Regions from separate parts of the Oryctolagus cuniculus genome. Here region 2 is linked to region 1. Evidence: chromatin contacts called from public Micro-C data. All regions are on one chromosome and are shown on one strand. The core of a region is the stretch at or near the end of the contact, and the rest is flanking DNA. Distances in the headings are between cores, read along the strand shown.

The links. Hi-C and Micro-C count contacts between places; a contact is called where the count stands out from the background.
Region 2: a Micro-C map of ear pinna shows a contact between it and region 1, with 2.8 times the contacts expected there. The contact joins the promoter of COL15A1 here to the enhancer-like site in region 1. A contact is called at or near these places in 2 of 6 Hi-C or Micro-C datasets (ear pinna and an unstated tissue).

The regions. Positions count from the first base shown.
Region 1 is chr1:202,511,951-202,519,850 of mOryCun1.1, reverse strand. No RefSeq gene overlaps it. Among named protein-coding and RNA genes, the nearest start is that of GALNT12, 41 kb to the right of the region's middle. Within about 2 kb of position 2,615, at least 3 of the 8 cell types and tissues checked have an H3K27ac peak or open chromatin away from gene starts, as enhancers often do. A contact at or near this core is called in ear pinna, where this site is marked.
Region 2 is chr1:202,592,854-202,600,753 of mOryCun1.1, reverse strand. COL15A1 (collagen type XV alpha 1 chain) reads right to left here and starts at 4,017. Exons shown (of 43, transcript XM_051843674.2): 1 at 3,804-4,017; 2 at 3,544-3,629; 3 at 3,377-3,462. The coding sequence starts at 3,554. It overlaps LOC127484851 (a long non-coding RNA gene), which reads right to left. Exons shown (of 3, transcript XR_011381200.1): 2 at 7,650-7,900; 3 at 7,253-7,558.

The DNA of each region.
Region 1 (7,900 bases), core at 1,366-3,865:
GCCCATCCATCAATTTGTTCTGCAGGCAAGTTCCCAGAATTGTCCAGCATCTTAGCCCAAAGGGCAGTTCAATTTCCCAGCAGCTTCTGCTCCCAGGCATCATCAGCTGAGCCCAGTCCTCATTGGGACGAGCTCTCCCATTAGTCTTCCAGGTCCCTCGGCCGGCGAGGGCTCTGAAGAGCGGCCGAGGTCCATGTTCCTGACGTTGTCCGCATGGGTGAACCGGCGCCTTCCTGCCCTCTCCCAGGGAGTGGAGTCCCTAACTCTACCCAGAGTCCTTTGCTGCCCTTGGATTTGCAGTGTTCCCAGAGAGCTGGTTAGCAGAAGAGAAAGGCTCAAAGCCTAAGGGCCCTGCGGAGGGAGGCAGTGAGCACAAATTCCCCGGCGGCCACCAGCACAGAGCCCAGCAGTCTTCATAAAGAGCAGCTGTTCCTCCCGCGGCCAGGAGACGCCCCGTGGTTTGTGGCAGCGGCCCTGGTCCCCACAACATCTCTCTGGGATTGAGCAACTTGGAAGCCTGGCCTGGCCAGCCTCTGCTCCCCGACCGACCATGGATTCTGGCTGCGTCTCCGCGCCGCCAGCCGCGTTCAGCTCAGCTCTCTCGGCGTCAGGATTCCTCCGAGGGTCCAGCCTCGCCCTGTTTCACAGCCCAGGAAGCCACGGCTCAGGAAGTGAAGCCAGAGACCCCGCAGGGTTTATACCCAGGTCTATCCCATCACTACTTCCGCCCTCCATTCGAATACAGTCACAGTCAGGCCCTCCTTCTGTCCCTAACAATGAGAATTCAGACTAAACTCCAGTTAGGAGAATTGCTGAAGATAACTTTTATCAGTCAAAGGAATGCACCTGCTCAGGTTACAAAGCTCAAGAGCCCCTAAGGTTTATAATAAAATCTAGGGTATAACCAGCACTGTGGCTCACTTGGTTAATCCTCCGCCTGCGGTGCCGGCATCCCATATGGGTGCCGGGTTCTAGTCCCGGCTGCTCCAGTTCCAGTCCAGCTCTCTGCTGTGGCCTGGGATAGCAGTAGAGGATGGTCCAAGTCCTTGGGCCCCTGCACCCACATCGGAGACCTGGAAGAAGCACCTGGTTCCTGGCTTCAGATCAGCACAATTCTGGCTGTTGCAGCCATTTGGGGAGTGAACCAACGGAAGGAAGACCTTTCTCTCTGTCTCTCTCTCTCTCTTTCACTGTCTGTAACTCTATCTGTCAAATAAATAAATAAAAATATTAAAAAAAAAAACTAGGGTCCCCTGTTCCTCCCCTCACCACCTCCTCACCTCCTGAGAGCCCCTACTTGCAACTCTTCCAGCTCTTTCTTTCTGTGTTTGTCTCTGTGTTTCAAATATCATAACCAGCCCTGCTTTTCCAGATTTTTCAATTGTAGACCATTATGACTGGCTTTCTACTGTGGAAAATGAAGGGATGTTTTTAACACCATTTCTTTTCTTCTGGTCTCTCTCTCTCTCTCTTTCCTCCCTCTCTCTCTTACATACACACAGGTGCCCCAGTGCCCCTCCCCATCTCCCCTTCCCACAGCCGACCAAGGTCATTTTATCCCCCTCAGGACAGGGGTCAGCCTGAGCCGGCCGGGACCCCTCTGCAGGGGTGCAGACCAGAGTCTTGACCGTCAGTTAAAAGCAGCAGAGTGAATGCAAACGTCTGTCTGCCCTCCCTTCCTGAACCCCGGTGAAAACCACATCCCACAGGGACGGATGGAGAAACCAGGGTGGCCCGCCCGGGGCAGAGGAGATTCGGGGACACAGCCTCTCTGTGTGACCCTCTAGGGGCTGTCCTGGGGTGGAGAGAGCAGACACGCTGGGTGGCCTCAGAGGGGATCCAGGGCTACAAGGAGACCCATTTCAGCTTGGAAAGCCACCCAAGAACAGAAGGGGCTGGCCAGTCGAACGAGGGCTTCCCATCAGCAGGCGGTGGGCAAGCCAGGGCTGGCTGACCGCTGCTGGGGGCTGCGAGGGTCGCCCGCTTCCCAGTGATTTGCTCCCTTTTGTGACAGTTGGCAAGCAGAACCCCGAGCTGCGTTGCAATCACCCTGCAGTTAATGACTAGAGCTGGCCAACAGGCACACCCATCTGGCAACCCCTTGGTCCGATGCTGAAATCACGAACTGTCTTCCCATTCTCATGAGCAATCTCTTCCCCTGACCCTTGCCTCCTAAGAGAAGGCTCAGGAGGGTTCACAGAGGGATCGTGACATGGCACTTGGGACAAGGCTCTGCAGCCCCTGGCCGTTAAGCAGTCTGAGTGAGGAGGGACGAGGCCTGTGTGGGGCATGTGCTGCTGATCTGGCTGCCGGCTGTGGGCCTCTCTGGCTGCAGAGCAAGAAACTCAAAAGGGGAAACTGAAGAAATGCCTCCCATCTGTGCCCCATTTTAAGGAGAAGGTGGGCGGGGCATGGGTGTGGGTGTAACCAGAGCTCTACTTGGACACCGCTCATGGAAGAACAGGTCTGGGCCCCGGGGGCACTGTGTCTGCAGCCCTGTCCCGGGTCTTCTTCCTGACTTGACACTTTGAACAGTGACGTCCTTGGTGAGCTGTAAACCTGGTCTAGTCTGCACTCTGCAGGCACGACAGGCTCTCAGAAGCTGCCACGCTCTGTCTGGCACAGTGTGAAAGTTGGCACGAGTGGCCGATGGCCCTGGGGCACACAGAACCAGCTGTGAGACTTGGTGAGTCCCCCCTCCGCCAAGGCGGGAGGACAGAGCAGGGAGGGTGTCTGGCACAGTGGTCACGTGGCTGCTGAGGATGCCCACAATCCATACGGGAGTCCCTGGGTTCAAGTCCTCACTCCACTTCTGACCCAGCTTCCTGCCGAGGCACAGCCAGGGAGGCAGTGGGTGACAGCTCAGGTAGCTGGGTGCCTGCCACCCGTGTGGGAGACCCAGACAGAGTCCTAGGCTCCTGGTTTTCGCCTGGTTAGGGAATGAACCAGTGGATGAGAGGTGTCTCTGTCTCTATCTCTATTCCTTTAAATTAAATTAAACTAAAAAGGACATAGACATTTTGGCTGAGCTGTGAAGAAAGACTGGGTACCAACTCCAGCCCCAGTAGCTGAGACCTTAGACCAGTTCCCTACCCTCCCACAGCTCCGTGTCTTCACCTTTAAATGGTGGGGGTGGGGGTGGGGAGGGTGTGTCCACTAGCAACTTGCTGAATGTTCTGAGAATTAAATTAGCACAGGTATACAAAGTGCTTAGAACAGTGCACATGGTGTTCTAGTGATTGCTATTATTATTATTATTATTATTACTGCTATTAGCAGGGGTGAAGGGGAGGCTGTGAGCCTCACCCAACTGACCTCATTTGATCCAACACAGCAATACCTGGGGAAAACCCAAGCTGCCAGGGTCTTGCCAGGCCCACAGCTGGCAGCCACATCAGCAGCACATGCTCCACACAGGCCTCGTCCCTCCTCACTCAGACTGCTTAACGGCCAGGGGCTGCAGAGCCTTGTCCCAAGTGCCATGTCACGATCCCTCTGTGAACCCTCCTGAGCCTTCTCTTAGGAGGCAAGGGTCAGGGGAAGAGATTGCTCATGAGAATGGAAGGCAGTTCGTGATTAAACGTGAGGAATGTGGTGCATGGGCACCACATCTCACAGATGCTGGGAGACTGGACGGGGCCAGCGTTTCCAGCACACGCCTTACAAAATAGATTGGACCTAGGAAACACCAGGCCATGTGCTATACAGAACTTTTCATCAGGACAGAAAACTAATGTGATTTTATAACTGCATATCACATAGCAAAGCTAATTTTGCAGATAGAATTTAAAATAGAGAGAGAGAACTACTCTAACACTACAAAAAGCCACAAACCAAGGCCGAATATAGAACTCTGGTTGCCAAATGGATGGCAGGTACTGACTGAGAAACTGTCCCCAACTTGCTGTGTGGTCTCAGGCAAGCCCCTTCTCTCCCCAGCCTCAGTTTCCCCAGTCAGTTACACTTGGCACCAGAAGACCTCGGGGTACCTTCTGGGACCCCTATCTCACGCCTCTCTGCTTCGGAGGATTTTTCCTGACCTGTACACTTGACCTCCTCAAAAGCGTCATCATATTTGCTGAACCAACACCACCATCTAGTGTGCGCCGGCGAGGAAGGCACGGCTGCCTGGCCAAGCACCAGCCTTTTTTCTCTCCCTCTTGGTCTCACTGGAGTGTCTTGCACAGGCCGGCAGCAATGGCATCGCCGAAGTGTGAGATATGCAGAACCCCAGGCCCCCTCTGGGCGATGCCCACCCTACAGGCCCAAGGGTGAGGAGCATTACTCAAATAGGAGACAAGGGACGCAGGAAACTGAAGCCCAACAGAAACTCAGCTCCAACCTCGCTGCCTAAGACAGCTGCTCGCCAAGGAGCTTGTCACACGATGAAGACTCAGTTTCTTGGGAATTTTTACTAGTTTTCAAAAGTGGAATCTTCTCAAATGGTAAGTGGGTATCTGATGGTTATCCCTGAGCCCCCGGTTCCAATGCTCCTGCCTCACCTACATTGCTACTGGGGTAACAATCAGTAGCAACACCGATAGTCATCAATAGCCATAGTTTCTGATTCTAGACATTCAACCTGAACTTGGCCAGGCCAAGTTCCTAGAGGCCACACTCTTGTTCAGCCTTGTGGCCGCCTTACAACCTGACAGCTCATTTGTCCAAAGCCAGCAGCGGACTCTCCCTGAGCTGGCAACCTCTGGGAGCTGAGGGTCTCGGTCCCACAACCACTAGGAATTGGATGTGGCCAGCCAACAGTGAGCCTGGAAGGAGACCCGTGGCTCGGAAGAGCCAGCTGTCCCAGTCTCTGCCTTCAAGTCAGTCCGTGGGACCCAGGGCTGAGAACCCAGCTGAGCTGAGCAGGCCCGACTCCTGGTCTACCGTGAAATACCAACAGACATGGCTCCCACCTGCTCCACGTGTGGTCATCGCATACAGAGCAATCGAACACGCGCATGGATTTTGGCACTTGGGAGTGACAAGCTTCTACAACAAATGACTCAAACGTGGGAGGAGGTGGGAGACATTTTGAGGCGTCTGCATTTTCCTTGAACAGATTTTCTTATGGAAATATGGGTGCTGAGGGTGCTGCCAGCAGGGGCTCAGAGGGGAGCGAGGGCCGCGTTCCTGGAAGCTGCGGGAAGGGGCCCTGGCTGCGTCATGGGCCTGCGGGAATTCTCAAGGGGAAACCTGTAGGCAGCGAAGCAGATTTCCACGTGAGACGCCGCCTGGGTTCTTCCTGCTGACCACAGCCCGATGGGAGAGGAGCGAGATCAGTGGGGGGAAACACTGTGTCCCCAAAATGAACCAGGGCTGAGTGAGTGAGAAAATCTCAGCCCTCCAGATGGCAAAAAATGCTGAAGAAATCAGAATTACAGACAGCCTGGGCTGGAGAAAGGCAGAGTGTGGGGCTGCACAACCTTGTGCTAAAACCTTGGAAAGGTTAGAAGGTCAAAATAGTCACTCACACACAACACTTGCAACAGGTGTGTGCACCTCGAGGTCTCTGCTACTGAGCCCGGGATGGCATGGCGGCAGGAGGCCCTGTCCCTCCTCTAAGCCTGGGACAGCGTGGCGGTGTGAGGCCCTGTCCCTCCTCTGAGCCTGGGACAGCGTGGCGGTGTGAGGCTGTGTTCTTCCTCCGAGCCAGGGACGGCGAGGCGGCGTGAGGCTGTGTCCCCCGCCCTTGAGCTGGGGACAGCGGGAGGCCGTGTCCCTCTGCCACCTCAGCAGGAGGATGACAATGAAAAGGATGGGCTTGGAAAGAGCTGCGGTTGTGACATCTTCCAGGAACAAAAGCCAGCGACACCCAAGCAACACCTTCAAAGTTTGCAAGAAAATAGCTCCAGCAGATACAGTGCCTGGCGTGGACCAGCCGAGAAAGAGAGGACAAACTGAAAGGAGGTGGTTGGTGACCCAGTCTTCCACTGGCAGAAAGTTAGCTGATGAAAGTGGTCAGGTGCGGGGCGGGCGACGCGCCACAAGCAGGTCAAGCCGCTGCTTGGGTCGCCCACCGCCGGATCCCATATCATGGCACCTCTGATTAACTTCTGCGTTTTCCCTCTCCTTCTTCTCCTCCTCCCTCCTCCTTCAAGATTTATTTATTTATTTGAAAGTCAGAGCTATGGAGGTGGGGTGGGGCAGACAGAGAGAGAGAAAGAATCTTCCAACTCCTGGTTCACTCCCCAAATGGCTGCAATGGCCAGGGCTAGGCCAAGGCAAAGCCAGGAGCCAGGAGGCCAGGTCTCCCACGCAGGTACAGGGGCCCAAGCACTTGGGCCATCTTCTACTGCTTTCCCAGGTGCATTAGCAGGGAGCTGGATAGAAAGTGGAGCAGCCAGGACATGAACCAGAAGCCACGTGGGATGCTGGCACTGCAGACTGCAGCTTAACCCACTATGCCACAGCGGTGGCCCAACAAACAAATAAATCTTAAGAGAAGAAAAAATCAGTTTGCATGTCGTTTTCATAAACAGGGAGGGATGCCGTGAGGGTGGCAACCAGTGCGCAGAGGAAAGAGCCAACAGCATTGAGGGTTATTCCCAGGTCCCGTAGCCAATCAACTTTTTGAAAACTCAAATGCTCTGACGTGGTGGCGTAGTAGGTTAAGCCTCTGCCTGCTTTGCCAACATCCCACATGGGTGCCTGTTTATGTCCCAGCTGCTCCTCTTCTGATCCAGCTCCCTGCTATGGCCTGGGAAAGCAGTAGAAAATGGCCCAAGTGCTTGGGCCCCTGTACCCTCATGGGAGACCTGGAAGAAGCTCCTGGCTCCTGGCTTCGGATTTGCCGAGCTCCTGCCGTTGCAGCCAACTGGGGAGTGAACCAGCAGATGGAGGTTCTCTCTCTTTGCCTCTCTCTGTCTGTAACTCTACCTCTCAAATAAATATTAAAAAAAAAAAAGTCAAATCAGTATCTGGATGGACCTCAATACCATTTGGACTCAGGATTCCTTCTGACCTTGCATTCCTCCCCTCCTTTAATTTTATTTATTTTATTTAAAAGATAGACTGAGAAACATACAGAGATCTTCTTCTCACTGGCTCTCTCTCTCTAGATGCCAGCAAGAGCCAGGGCTGGGCAGGGCCGAAGTCAGGAACTGGGCACTCAGTTATGTCTCTTGTGTGGGCTGCAGGAACCCAAGCATTGGATTCAACTCTTGCTGCCTTCTGGGGTCTACATCAGCAGGAAGCTGCGACTGGGGGTGGAGCCAGGACTTGAACCTTGCACTCCAAAAGGGGATGCAGGCTTCCCAAGCACCACTTAACCACTGTGCCCAATGCCCACCCCAACTTCTGCCCTGCTCTGAGCCAGAGTACCTGTAACTGCCAACCCGTGCCCATTCCTGCCCCAGTTACACACAAGAACCTCACCTCTACTTGGACCTGATGTAGATTTTGGACTCCTAACTGATGAGATGTAGATGAAGCTAAAGAAATGTTAGATTTTAAGTTCGGGCTGTCAGGAGAACCGGCCCTAAGGAAACGTGAGAGTGAACGTGTGTTGTCTGTGGAAGGGACGGGAATTACTGGCAGCCAGAGCGTGGGCTCTGCCAGGCAGAATTCCAGACAGGACTCCCTGTAGAACACACCCTTTGTAATCCCCTCCCCTCAGGTGTGGAAGGACCTGGGGTCATGGGCTATTTCTGCAGTAAAGGACATGTGCAGATGTAATCAAGGTCCCCAGCCGGCCAACTTCTGAGCTAATAGAAGGGAAGTTATCCTGAGTGGGGCTGACCTAATCACCGAGCCCTTAAAAGCGATGAGAATCAGTAACAGGGGTGGGCACTTAGCCTAGCGGTTAGGATGCTGTCTGGGCCACTCACACCCTCTAAGGAAATCCAGTTCAAGTTGCAGCTCCACTCCCAGTCCCCGCTTCCCACTAATGCACACCCGAGGA
Region 2 (7,900 bases), core at 2,768-5,267, 80 kb before region 1:
GAATTCAAAGCTCATAACGTCCTATTGACAAACACTTTCAGAAGCCACTATGCTTGCATGCATAGCATGGTGGTTAAGAGTAAAAATTCAGGGGCTGGCATTGTGGCCAAGGAGGTTAAGTCATTGCCTGCAATGCTGGCATCCCATATGAGTGCTAGTTCAAGTCCCAGCTGCTCCACTTCCAAACCAGCTTCCTGATAATGTGCCTGGGAAGGCAGAAGATGTGCCCCCGTACTTGAGTTCCTGACACCCATGTGAGAGAACTAGATGGAGCTTTTGGCTCCTGGCTTTGACCTGGCCCAGCATGGCCCATCCCCCACTGTCATAGCCATTTTGGGGGTAAGCCAGTGGATAGATGATATCTCTCTCTCTCTGTCTCTCTCTCTGTCTCTCTCTCTCTTCCTCTGCCTTTCAAATAAGTAAAATAAATTAAAAAAAAAAAAAGAGGAGCCAGTGCTATGACCTGGGTGGAGTTCCAGGCTCCTGGCTTCAGCATGACCCAGCCCCAACTGTTGAAGCCATCTGGGGAGTGAACCGGCAGATGGAAGATCTCTCTCTCTCTCTCTCTCTCTCTCTCTCCCTGTCTCTGTGTTACTCTTCATGTCAAATAAATAAAAAGTAAAACTTTTTTAAAAGCTCACGGAAGTGGGGCCGGTGCTGTCTCATAGTGAGTAAAGCCACCACCTACAGTGCCATTATCCCATATGGGTGCCCATTCAAGTCCCAGTTGTTCCACTTCTGATCTAGCTCTCTGCTATGGCCTAGGAAAGATGGCCCAAGTCCTTGGGCCCCTGTACCCATGTGGGACACCCGGAAGAAGCTCCTGGCTCCTGGCTCTGGATCAACCCAGTTCCGGCCATTGTGGCCATTTGGGGAGTGAACCAGCGGATGGAAGACCCCCCCCCACCCCGACTCTGCTTCTCTGTAACTCTGACTTTAAAATAAATAAATAAATCTTTAAAAAACTTTTTTTGAAAAAAAAAAGAGTAAAAATTTCTGGATTTAGACCCTCTGCATCCAAACTATATGTTTACCACTGAAGGTTGCATGCCCTTGGACAAACGACCTTGTGCCTCAGTTTCTTCTTCGGTAAAAGGGGATAATAAATGGACTTGTGAGGACTGAGTTAATTCACATGAGACACTTAGAACACTGCTGGCTCATGTCAGGGCTATAAAGTCTCAGCGATATTTTTTATAGCCAGTTGAGCAATGGCCCCATGGGAGAAACAGCCCCAGTCTTGCAATCCACAGATGGGGGAGGCCTGTCATGGCCCGAGCCTGTTACAAGCCACACACTCTCCCTGTGTCCTCTGTAGGGTGCAGCCAGACTTACCAGGTGGTGGCTCTCATGACTTGGTGAAGGCTAAGTGCTTTATAGACTGCACAATGCCACACAGACACAGGGGACGCATGTTACGACAGTGACAGTGACACCGGGATGGCGGGGTTTACTGACCACTGGAGGGCCTCTAAAACCTTCTCCAGCTATGAAGTGCCTCCGACTGAAGACCAGGATGGTGAAGGGCAAGGATTCTGGAGGTAGCCTGGCTGGCTCAAACCCTACCCCGTCATGTGGGAGGCTGGCGATGTGCACCTCGGCTTCCCCAGCTGACGTAGTAACATGTGATGGTGAGGGTTGCATGAATGAAATCTAAACATGTGCACACATCAGCCTGAACCTAAGGAGTATTTCCTAAGTGTCAGGCATATTAAACTGCATCCTATATCCGGCTTGCCAAAGCACAGCTCACGTTTCTAGTAATTCCCCTCAGATTCCCAAAGGGGCATGACTACAAGTGGCCTTCCCCAGACCCTGCTCCACTCCGAGGGTTTCCAGGCCCTCCCTTTCTGTGTTATGGATGGGAACAGGACTTCCTCCGTGTGGGAAACAATGGTTCTGAGCTGGCGGTGAGGGCCACTGGTGCAGGAGGAGGAAGGAGAAGGCCACACCAGAGGGTCTTGCCCCAGGGGTCTCTTCCTTTGGGGGGGACGGGCAGGTTGCAACAAAGGTCACAGAAGACCATGCAACTCCACGCTACCCCTCGCTGGCGAGTTGGCAGTGCTCTCGATCACATGCAAAATTGCAATGTCCCGACATGGGCCATGGTGCTGGGAAGCCAGAACTCCGCTCCAGTTGCCCGTTGATCTGCAAGAAGCACCAGGCTGGACACTCTGGCAGGAAAAGCCACCATCACGTCTGGGTCTTGCTCCCCAGGAGACAACAGCCCGGGGTGCTCAGGGCTGCTTCAAGTACACAAAGAGTTCATCAAGGCCACTGGCTCCATCCCCAGTTTCTTTCAGGAGACTAAGGGTTGTTTCCCATTTCCTTACTGCATTGAGACTGTGAACTAATCCCCTAAATCCAAATGTGGTCAGAAGCCACTGTTGGAAGAGCACAGTTTTGCAAAGCTGCATGGGGAAGGGCCTGGCTTTTGGATGGGCCACTCCCTACGCGCCTCAAACTCAGTGTTGCAACAACGCCTGCATTGCTTTCCATCACGTACACATTGCATAGGCCAAGCGGTCATTTCGATCCTGATTTTGTGCCTGGCATGTGCCAGGTACATTCCCTTCACAGCATCCCCAGCAGGAAAGTCGGTCAAGTTATCCTCCTTACTCAGAGAAGGAAACCGAGGCACAGGAGGTGAACTCCAGTGGCCAAGATCCCTCAGCCAAACCCATTTCACACCCCTTACCAAAACCCATTTCAACGCAAATCCCACTCTAGCCATGGGACCCCCTCCGAGCCTTGGTGGGAAAACAGTCCCCGCACACAGAAGGGATCACATCCCCTGGCCCCCGGCCCCCAGTTCTTTCCATCATCCGTGGCTCCTCTACCCACCACTCCCTAGGGTGGGGCTCCCTAGGTAACTGGGCGCTAAGTTAAGCAAAAGAGCGACTCGGGTCCGTTATTTCTGGCGCGGCAGAGGTGCCAGGTGACCCAGCTGCGGTCGTGCTGCAGTCGCACCTGTGCACGGAGAGGGCACCTGACCGCTCCTTCCCGGGAGCCAACCCTGTGCGCACGACCTGAGCGCGGGCGCGGTGCGCGCCAGGCTAACGGTCGCCGCCGGCGCGGGCGCGGTGCTGCCTAGGTCCCTGTTCGCCCAGGGCTGGAGGAGCCGCTCCCAGCTCGGACACCTCCGGCTCTCACACAGGGCTCCACCGCCCCGGCTGCCCAGGGGCTCCGATTCGCGGCTGGAAGCCCCGCACTGCCAGGAGGAAGCGGCGGGCAGGACCGCCAGCGCGCACGGAGAGCCGAGGACTCCCTTTTATGTCCAGGAATGAAGCGCGCACCGCAGCCGCGCCCGCCGCCCAGAACCGACTTCCCCAGGGCGCAGAGGCAGCCGGTGCCACCCTCAGGCCGGGTCGCTTACCTGTCGCCGCGCGGGTCTGAGTGACAGCGGAGAGGAGCGCGGAGAGCGGCAACAGCCACAGCAGGCGCCAGCCCTGCCCGTTCTTTCTGCAAGAAGTAGCCGAGGGAGAGAAAGTGAGGCGGGCAGGAGGCTAGGAGGGGCCCGGGGCTCGGGGAAGCGGGTCCTACCTTGGCGCCATCTCGCGGGTCTGCGGGGTCCCGGAGCTCCCCGGAGGCCGAGGGGCGCTGAGCGCTGGCCGCCGCGCTCGCCCTTCCTGCAGCGAACAAAGGCGGCGCTCGGCGGCTGCGGCGGGCAGGATCCCGGTTCCTGGCCCGCGCCCGGAGTCGCCCGCGCCCTGAGTCACCCGCGCTCTGAAACCCGACTCCGCCGCGCCCTGCGCTCGCCCGCGCGCTGCGCCCCACCTCGGGCAGCCAGAGCGCTCTCTCACCCCGGGGAGTCCCGCCGCGACGGCCGCTTCCCCACGCCCCTTTCTCCCCTGCCACACACGCGCGCTCTCCCGCGCGCTCTCCACTCCGGGTGGCAACCAAAGCCCCGCGTCCGAGCTGCTCCGGGCACGCGGGACGCGGCTGCTTCCCGCCGTCCAGTCCGTGCCGGTCGGGGCCGCCCCGCGGACCAACCGCTTCCCTCGCCACAGCGCAGAGAGCCTGGGCTCACTGTGATTTCCTTATATGACAGACGAGGAGACTGAGGCTCAGAGAGGAGGAGCGAGTGTCACCCGCTGGATTGAGCTCCCGCGTGCTGCGCCCCACCCAGCGCGCGGGGCTCGCGGACCTACTCGAACGCGCAGGAGTGGGCGCACCCAGGCGGGGCATGAAGTCCTGGTTCTCCAGGCGGCCCTCTCTTTAGCTAGCCCGTCCCCGTCCCCGTAAGGTAAACTCCTGGAGGACAAGGGTGTCTCTCTGCTTTGTTCTCAGCTCAAGTAGGAGACCCCGATGACCCTGGGATGAAGGAAGAAGCATGGGTTTGTAGGAGACCTCACCGCCCGGGCCCTGGGACAGGCTGTAGGGGAGAGGAGTCTGGCTGGCTTCAGTGGGGACAGGGGTGCAGCCTAGCCCTCTGTACAGAGCTTAGCACAAAGCTGGGGAAACCCTCGAAGGGGGGTGTTTTGTTTCTAAGATTGCTACCAAGGAGGGTAGGCCTTGCGGTGCCATGGGTTAAGCTGCTGCCTGGGACGTGGCGTCCCCCTACCAGAGGGCCTGGGTGCATGTTCAGCCTCTGCTGCTGATCCAGCTAATGCACACCCTGGGAAGATGGCCCAAGGACTTGGGTCCCTGCCACCCATGTGGGAGATCCACATGGAGTTCCTGGCTCCCAGCTTTGGCCTGGCCCAAGCCTGACTGTTGCAGGCATTTGAGGAGTGAACCAGTGGATGGAAAATCTCTCTGTCTCTCTCTTCCCACCTCTCCCAGCCTCTTCAAATAAAAAAAGTTTTTAAAAATGTTATTGTGTAGGACTTTTGGGGTGAGAGGTGGCACCGCCAAAGACAGCTTTGACCTGGACCTTTATGAAGCCAGGCTAAGCCAGGAACCTCTCCTCCTGGTGCCCCAATTGCATGGTTTCATTCGGTACCATGGCACATTCTCTAGTGGACACGTCACTCCACCTGCCAAGTGAAAAGGTCGCTTGAGGTGGCCATGGCGATGACCATGGCAGTTAACATACACTGGACGTGGGTTTTGTCTCAGGCCCTGTGCTAAATGCTTTGCCTGTGTTATCTCGTGTAATCCCCACCATCGCCCTGGAAAGGTGGTACTGTAATGACCACCCCCCCCCCTTTTCATGGATGAAGAAGCTGTGGCTAAAAACGTGCCCAGGCTAGTGGGTAGGGTGCCAGCACACATGTTCCTCACCATTTAGCCACATTGCCAATTTGTGAACAAAAGGATGAGACCTGAGGCCTGCTCCCTACCCCTGTGAGCTAAAATGCACTGGACACAGTACTCAGGCATGAGAGAGTTAATGCCAGCCCAGGTCATGAGGGCTCGGAGGAGGGCCCGCTGCCCTGGGGAGCTGCAGCCTTGACCCCAGTCTGGTTCTGGTCCTGGCTGCACAGTGAGTTGGGCAAGTCCTGCTGTATGTCAGATTTTTTTTTTTATTTCTCCACCTGTGTAATGATTGTGATCTGGATGGTGGCTGTGAGTCTCTCAGTGAGCTACCTCGTAGCCCCACATTGCGCTGGCCACTGCCAAGAGCTGTACAGGCATGAAGGACAGAGCCTACAATGCATGTAAAAGTTTTTCAGAAAGGGAGTAACCAGCAAGCCCTGGAGAAGTCAAGAGAGACTTCCTGGAGTAAGTGACGCGAAACCAGGCTGGGGGGCGGCCAGGGGCTTGGGGACTATTCAGAAGGAGAGGAAGGCTGTGTTCACAGGGGTACTTTTGCAAGCAGTACCCACGTAAGAACCGCCCCACTCCGGGCTGGAGAGGGCCCCCCGCAGCCGGGGAGGTGCTGAGGCAGAGACCTGCCATGGCAGGCCAGTGGGCAGGATGCCCAGGGCCCTGCAGACCGCGTGAGGTCAGGGGTGCTCCCTGAGCAGACTGGCACCCCAGAAACCTGATCCAGCCACCTCTCTGCATCTCCATTTTGTTCATGGGGAAACAGGCGCAGCTCAGCATGCAACTTAGAACTCATCTCCCCAGTGAGTGACAGATTGGCAGGCCAGGAAAGTTATCCGAGGAGGGCAGAACCGTCTGCAGTGTTGTGGCATCCATGTGGAATCTGAGGAGCCTTCTAAGGTAGTGAGCTCCCCGTCCCTGGGGACCGGACACTTGGCACACAGGAGTCTGCAGGGTGCGCAGGAATTGCAAGCTTGGTCTGCCTGGACTGGATCCTGGCTCTGTTGTTTGTGAGTTCTGAGAAACAGGGGTGAATCCGCCAGATGAGGTGGAGAAAACGTCTTTCTTCCGAGGTTAAGGGGAAGAGTCAAGGTGTTGCTGAGCTAGAAAGCGTTTACTAGGGTGCCTGGCACAGGATGAAGCTTCTAGGAAAGTGGAGGTGGCCATGCCCATGATACTCTCACCATCGGGGCTGACGCCTGGGGAGGAGGGCACCTGCCCAGAAAGAGGCAGGACCCCAGACAAGGCTCTTAAGGGATGGAGGCACGAGCAGACAAAGCCGCTCCAGAGCTAGGGTGGCCCCACGTGAGGCCATCCCATAAGGCAAAGCGTATCCTAACAGATTGGCCACTGTGCCTCTTCCTCAATCTCTTCACGTTCTCCAAGAACCCGTCCCGCTTGCCGCCATGCTCTGGTGGGATTACCCTTATTACGAACTGCTAACCACAGGGAATTCGCTGTCTTAGTTCTTGCTTTCCCTGTTGCTTGCAAAATACCACATCAACTGGGAATACAATTGCCTTCCCCAGAGCTATATTTCTATACTTCTTTGAAAAAGCCACAGCTACCATGACTGCATAAGAGTTCCATGGCTCTGTTTGGACCAGAGATGGTAAACTGGTGGCACTGGACTCTATTTGGATGAAAGACATGTTTTGTTTGGCCTGCACGGTGTCAACCTCCTAATTAAATTAGTTAGCAATGTTCAATAAATAGGAAGTTGCACATTAAAATCTGGATTTCTTGCTTCTCTCTGAATGTTTGAAAAACTTGACCACAAAAGGCCTACATTCCCTATGCCAACAATGGATTGGCATTGGATAGGAGCTACTGCCTTCAGTTAAGACAATATTCTCCAGTTTGCCACAGTCCCCACTATCCCGTTTTGTCCTCACACCAAGGCTAAAAATCAACTGTTGTTTATCACCACACTTTTTACCTTTGCTTATAAGAAAAAGTGGCGTAGAGCACTCGGGTTCCTGCTGGAAATAAGTCAACCAAAGATAGAAGAGGGTGTTTAAGGAAAAATGGGAAAAACATATTTTTTAAGATTTATTTTATTTATTTGAAAGAGTGAGGTACAGAGAGAGAGGTCTTCCATCCGCTGGTTCACTCCCCAGATGGCTGCAGTGGCCGGAGCTGTGCCGATCCGAAGCCAGGAGCCAGGAGCTTCTTCCGGGTCTCCCATGCAGGTGCAGGGGCCCAGGACTTGGGCCGTCTCCACTGCTTTCCCATGCCATAGCAGAGAGCTGGATCAGAAGCGGAGCAGTCGGGACTAGAACTGGCGCCCATATGGGATGCCGGTGCCCCAGGCCAGGGCTTTAACCCGCTGTGCCACAGCACCTCCCTGGAAAAACATATTTTTACATGTTTAATATGCAAATAAAATGTGTCCACATTGACAGAAACAAAAATTCAGGTACCTTAATGAAACGAACCTGGCCCAACTCATTACGTGTGTTCCCCAAAGGGCGAAGGCGAAACTGCATTTTAGTTGGGGGGCCTGCTCCCGGTCTTGTTTGTCAGTCTAAGACACTGATGCGGAAGGTAGCAGGCTCCTTTCCTTCTCCTACAGGGAAATCCTGTGTGCACAGTTCATGTGTTGCTGCTTCTGTGTAAGGATCTGACAGCTCCCAGTTCTCTGGGATCTAAAGATGCAAGGCCCACGGTCCCTTTCTCCTGACACATG